2 separate regions of the Ovis aries genome follow, and region 2 is linked to region 1. A link is a contact called in public Hi-C data. All regions are on one chromosome and are shown on one strand. The core of a region is the stretch at or near the end of the contact, and the rest is flanking DNA. Distances in the headings are between cores, read along the strand shown.

What was found. Hi-C and Micro-C count contacts between places; a contact is called where the count stands out from the background.
Region 2: a contact with region 1 is called in a Hi-C map of hypothalamus, with 5 times the contacts expected there. The contact joins the promoter of CCDC6 here to the enhancer-like site in region 1. A contact is called at or near these places in 4 of 16 Hi-C or Micro-C datasets (blood, hypothalamus, muscle and 1 more).

The regions. Positions count from the first base shown.
Region 1 is chr25:14,846,108-14,849,283 of ARS-UI_Ramb_v3.0, forward strand. All of the region lies in intron 2 of CCDC6 (coiled-coil domain containing 6), which reads right to left. Among named protein-coding and RNA genes, the nearest start is that of CCDC6, 60 kb to the right of the region's middle. Within about 2 kb of position 1,679, at least 10 of the 54 cell types and tissues checked have an H3K27ac peak or open chromatin away from gene starts, as enhancers often do. A contact at or near this core is called in hypothalamus, where this site is marked.
Region 2 is chr25:14,906,190-14,909,365 of ARS-UI_Ramb_v3.0, forward strand. CCDC6 (coiled-coil domain containing 6) reads right to left here and starts at 1,747. Exons shown (of 9, transcript XM_015104369.4): 1 at 946-1,747. The coding sequence starts at 1,254.

The DNA.
Region 1 (3,176 bases), core at 429-2,928:
CTCCTCCCAGTAGTTCTTCATTATCTTGTTCATTCTTCCACTTATCTTCAGTGAAGCTTGCCTGAATTATCTAATTGTGATTTTCAAAAAGGGCAAAAGTATACTTAACTTTTGCAAGGAAAAAAAATTGGTAGGCCCTTCCAGAAAATAAATTATTTTTTTGGATGTTATTTTCTCGTCAGTCTCCTCAACACTGAGGACAAGCTCTCACCTGAGCGCAGGGCTCCAGTACATGAGGCTTCCTGTCCACTTAGAATACCTCAGGGGCTAAGTCTGACCTTCCTAGATTTGATTCCTAATAGCATCATGCTGCTTAAAGTGTTAACACCTTGGAAAGGATCTAGTTAGGAACAAGATTTTAAAAAAGATGCTCAATGAATAAGATAAAGGAATTCTTGAGGCTCTGGACTCAACCTGCAAAAAAAAAAAAATCCATTTTGTAAAAATTAACCCTTTCTTCTTTGAGAAGTAGAGAATATTTCACCCAAAGAAAGAATTCATTTTAAGCTGAGAACTTATCATAAATTAAAAGGAAAAAAAAAAAAAGGAAAGTAAAGATAATTAGTAGTAGGATATATCTCTGTATTTTAAGGTAATTACTAACTGGGCTGACTGTAGACTTTTTAAAATTAAAAAAAAAAAAAACCCAAGAAATGCAGAACACTGCAACATTTATAACTGCAAGGTTTAAAATCATTTGCACAGCACTTCCAGTGATAGTTCAAGTCCATCTACAGTGCAGCCAAGTATCTTTCAATCTCCAAGATTCACCTTTTCAACTAGAAATAACAATGCTTACTTACCCCTACCCTAGTGAATAAAGCAACTTCTCACTCCAGCTTCATCTCATTATTTTTCGTTTCCTTCTCCTACTTTTACTTTCTACCTGCATTTCTCCATATTTTGTCAAAGAAGTCAACCTGAAAAGCTGCTAAGCCCTAAACCTTGCTCTTGTATTTTGTGGAATCCAGACTGGCACATTAACTCCAGCCATAATGGTAACATACTACACATATTTTGCACATTTTGAAAAAAAACCAAAACGCAGTGATTTGTGAAGACTAAAAGAACTGCCTCAAGTTTATTGTATTTTCTAATCATAATGCAGATTACGTTGGACTGAGATTTCTGGCATGCTGCTAACAGGAAAATTCTGCCTTATAATTTGGCCTCTGGTGGTTGTGGCATTTAAAATGCAATAAACACATCCCAGAAGCCCTCTGCAGATGTATCGTGAACACAATGTATAAGCCCCCTGTTCCATGAAAAGAAACAAAGAACCCACGCAGCTGAGAGTCAGATAATGTGGAATGAAAAAGAACAATGAGAATGACAAAAAAAAAAAAAAAACAAAAAACCCACAACTCAACTTTGCCCCAAATGTTCTGTTAGCTATTAGGTGATGGCCAATTTTTCTGCTCAGCATTAATAGCCCTGAAAAACTAAACGCCAACAGGGCCACTGGTCGAGCCAGCTTAATGAAGAACATATTTCAAGGTCTCTTCTCCCCTGCCACGGGAGAACAAGTCTCCACCTGAATGGATGTGACAGCAGCGTTCGCCTCGGTGCCTTTAAAATGAACTAAACAGGGTTTCATACATATTTATCACCCTGACATGTGATTCTGCAGCCTGAACAAACAAGATCACTACACTGCCATCTTAGTGACTTGGAGAACTTGGAGGAAAAGAAGGCAGCCTCAGATTCTGGCGTACAGGCTTCAGAAGGGAACTGGACATCTACGCTCACTTCTAGTGCCTGCGGACAAGCCTGCCCTCCACAGACACAGCCTTGAAGGGACTAAAGATGCGAATGGAAGGAGAAACTATTACTCCAGGTAGAGGGGAGGGGAGAGAGGAGGTCCAGGAATGTAAGCCTTTGTCTAGGTCAACGGGCAGATTCAGGGACTTCTCGCAAGCCTTACTCTGTTTCATTCCTGTGCAAACACAGATGGAAGAATAACGCTATTACAGAGCAGCCTTCTGAACGTCTCAGCTCTGTATCACTTGGCAATGGCGGCTTCAGCAGTGGTTTTTGCCCACAACTTCCTTCCTTCCCTCCGTATATCATCTTTCCACAGATGCTAGGAATCTGCAACTGCTGCAATTCCCGGAGGCGTTCTCACCTCAGGGACCAAGTCAATAATAGTAACAACAAGTCGTGTAACAAGAGATCCAGAAAACTTTTGTTCTTAAGTGCTTTCCGCCATCAGTAAGAAAAATGTGTCTCCTCAGTAAGAGAATGAGTACAATCATTTTTATTATATTAATAGCTACAGTGGCATTGTTTTCTGAGGACCAGATCCAATTTCAAATGTGATTCTACAGTACAAGACCACAAACTTGTTATTTTAAGGTCTAAAGTTTGAAAATTGGATTAGAGTGAAAACATTCAGATAGATTATATAATATTCGGTACTCCTATCTCAGTCCTGTTCCAGGCTTTTAAATAAAGGAAAAAAAAAATTCATTAACTTTTGGCAGCAGAATTGGTGGAGAAAAGTGTAGGCAACAATTGAACAGGGCTTCCCAAGAGCAGGAAGTGAACCTGATGCCTTGGGCTTACATAAAAGCAAGTGAGAAAATCCACAGGGGCTAAAATCTCTATCCATCTCAGCAATAATAGGTCTTCCAGTTGGTATTGGTGACTGGTGCTTAACTGTTAGCCAGAGGAATTAGGATTTTGTTTTTTTTTAAAGAGCGGCCAGTGGAATGAATCGTATCACAGCTGACAAGACAGTTAAGCCAATCATAAAAGCATTTTGTTTATGCTAGCTCTAAATGAACAATCTGGGTAGTCCAGAATCTTCCTGACACTGCAAGGGGCTCCAGTGCACTGCAGTCTATGCGGTCCATGATAAACAGATGCAATTATGATAGTGAAAATGAGTAAGACCCTGCAGGACCACCCCAGGGATAGACCTCCATCTTACCCCCACCCCTGCCTTGGCCCCTGCCTCTTGTTTGTAGAAAAGCTTTAAATTTGCTCTTTGGTTACATAGCAGATTTAATTAGAGAAGTGAGAAAACAGTCAAGCAAGACAAAATAATAATAGTTAAGCCATACAACAAAGACAAAGACCTTTATTTTATTTCCTCCTCAGGGCTATAAATAATATCCTGAGCCATGTCCTTGAGTTGTTGTGCAGATACTAAAACCCCCACTAGGTGGAAGAAG
Region 2 (3,176 bases), core at 497-2,996, 60 kb after region 1:
GGGGGAGCCTCCGGGGACCAGGTGGAAACAGAACAGACAGCCCGTACTCCCATCAAGTATCTAGACGCCGAACCAAAATATCCCCCAGACAGACACTCCACCGCCAAGGAACCAAACACACGCAAAACACACACACACACACCAAAAAACAACTCCCTCTTGATCGGCGAGGGAGTCAGTCGATCTCCTTCACCCTGGTGTTAGCCGGTCCAGGGTTCATACCCTTCGCTCCGTCCAAGCCAGGATAAGATGCTGCATTCTCCCAGCAGTACACGGCCTCCGCCACCCCCCACCCAGGGAAAGGACTTCCAATGGAGGTGGGAGCATCAGCTCCGGTACCCGCCCTTCCCTCTCGATCCTGGCCAGAAAAACTGCACTTCCCGGATTCCCGGCCACTCTCTCCCGCCCCCTCCCCGGGCGATCCAGCTAGCGCCGTCCTGATGCCAACCAAGTGCCCAGCCCAGCTGCACACTCCCCGCAGCCCGCGGCCAAGCCCCCGGAACAGGCCCCGGCTTCCTGCCTCTCCCTCAGCCTAGGACTCCCCGATTCTGGACGCACCCCTCAAGCAAACTAGGACTGGAAAAAGTCCCACCCCGCCCCCCCACCCCCGCCAGCCACGCCGCCACCTTCCAGCTCCTCCCGGAGGAGCCTCCTCCCCAAGGGGCGACCAGGGAACGTCGGTGGGGCGGGGGAGGGGGGGGTCCCAGCAGCCTCCTCCCGCACCCCGCGAGGGGCCTGGACCCCGGGGAGGGCAGACCCGCGCGGCTCCGAAGGACACCTCCCACTCCCTCCACCCTCTGGGGCCGGCGGGTCTTGGCAGCGAGTGTGCTCGCTGCAGGTCATCGGAAGCCTCGAAGAGCCCGGGGGCTGCCCTGGGTCGGGAGGCAGCATCTCCCAGGGGCGGGCGGAGGTCAGCACCGCGGCGCACCCCGGGGGGGCACTCACGATGGTCACGCTGGCTTTGCGCAGGTCGCGGTTCTCCTCCTGCAGCGCCTTGCACTTGAGTTTGTAGGTCTCCAGCTCGATCTTGAGCACCTTGTTCTCCTGCTGCAGCGAGGCCAGGCGGTTGGTGAGCTCCTCCAGGCGGAACGGCGAGATGACAATGCCCCCCGACTTCCCACCGCCGCCGCCTCCCCCGCCGCCACCGCCGCCGCCGCCGCCCGAGGTCGACGAGCAAGACGACTGCATGGCGGCCGAGCTACCGCTGTTGCCCCCCGCCCCGTCCGTGTCGCTCTCGCTGGCGCTGTCCGCCATGGCCGCGGCGGGCTGGGGAGACGCGGAGGAGGAGGAGCAGGGAGGCGGCGGCGGCGAAGGCTGGGCTGCGAATGAGTGGGCGCCGGGGCGAGCACAGGGGAGCGCCGAGCTGGGCGCCTGGCACCAGGGCGCAGACTCGGAGCGGCGGCGAGAGAAAGAGAGGGAGCTTCCCGCTGCCAAGGGACCTCCTCTGCCAGAGAACAGAGACCCCGCCCGGGCTCGGGCAGTATTGCACTGGGGCTCGCTCCAGCCGGGCCTGGCGCGCTCGCTAGGCCGCTCGGCTAAGCCGGCGGAAAGCTCCGAGACTCGCCCGCCGCCGCCCTCCTGGCGTCCGCCGGCGGGCTGGGGACGCGCTGGCCGGACCGGGGCGGGAAAGCCAGGCCAGCCTCCGCACCAGCCGCTCGCCAACCGCACGTGTTCGGAGGGAGGGCCTCCCAGCCCCCTGACCTAAGCCCGTGGCCGCCCAGCCTCTTCCGGGCTCGCGCCCGCTCCTGGGAAAAAGAAACCTAATGCCCCACTAGCCTCGCAGGTGCTGGGGACACGTGGAAAGGTCAGCCCGGCTCGGGCATCCAGCCCCCGCCGACTCCGTGGCCCCATCTTCCGCTGACCGTGTGTGCTCCTGTCTCCCTCTGTCTGTTTCAAACAGACACGCAGCCCTTTTAGTTTGATCTCTCAGTGAGCTTGCCTGGGAAGCTTCGGATAGCGCTCACAGAACAGAAAGTTCCCCTGCAAGGAGCGGAGGAGGGCGACGAGACAGGAGCCACAGGTTAACCTCGTTAAGAAAAAATCTGCAGAAGAGACACACCGCCCTCTTTACTCCTCCTAATAATCCCATAAACCACCCTGCGCTCAATTGTCTAAACAATTGCAAGATTTTTCTTTTCTCTCTGCATTTTGCAGACAATGCCAGGACCTGTTGGGCAATAGGATTAAGACAGTAACATTTATCTAATCCAAAAAGAAAAAAAAGACAAGTTTTGTGGATTAAAACATCTCTTTTAAGTGCCAGTTTTCCAAAGCAACTGCAGGCAGAGCATTCTGCTATACGAATAGTGATAAACGCAAGTGGGAATGCAACATAACCATCATTTTCTTTCCCATCATCTTGCCCACTTCTAGAAAACTTAAGTAGGTCAAAACTAAACACAGATTAATTACGTTGGTGGTCTAATTCGGGGTTCTAGTTTTAAAGCATAAATAGTTCAGAATCAAAACTTGCATTTCCCCTTCTCCGCTCCCAAACAAAGGCTTACAGGAAATTGGCCCAGCAGGTGAGATGATTCTTAACACTTTACACTGTTGACACAAAACAGCTTTCGCTTATGTATGAAAATCAGAAAATGAAACCGACCAGACTAGTTTTATTACCCAAGCTTAGGCAACAGAACAAACATATGGAAACAAAACATAGAGGGAAAATAGGGTGAAGTTTTTTCTATTGCTTTGAACTTTGGGGAAAGTTTATAATGTGTTAGGAAGGATAAAGAAGTGGCTTTAATGATTTTTATTTCAGCTCCTCCATTATCTTTAAAACTAAATTTAGCCTAATAATTACAGTTATTCAATGGCTAATGAAAACTGGTACCCAGGAATAAAGTGAAACCTCCAAGTGTTCCAAATGACATCATCCTTTACCAAGATGGCTGCTTTCTGGCAGCCAGCTCCAAAATGCCAACCGCAATTAAACCCCAAATTTCTAATTATTTTTTAGTCTAATACTAAGGACTTCTGAATTAGTCACTGTTGGTGTAGCAGGAACAACAACAAAAAAAGAGTCGACTTTGCTCTTCAGAAATGTTCAGCCAATGTAAATAACTGTTAGAAGTGACCAGTTTAATTTTCACTGAAACTTGCTCTTCTCTTTGACTTTTCCTTTTGGGAATCTGCTAGAGGAGACAAACAGCTCGTTAAACTGGAAACAG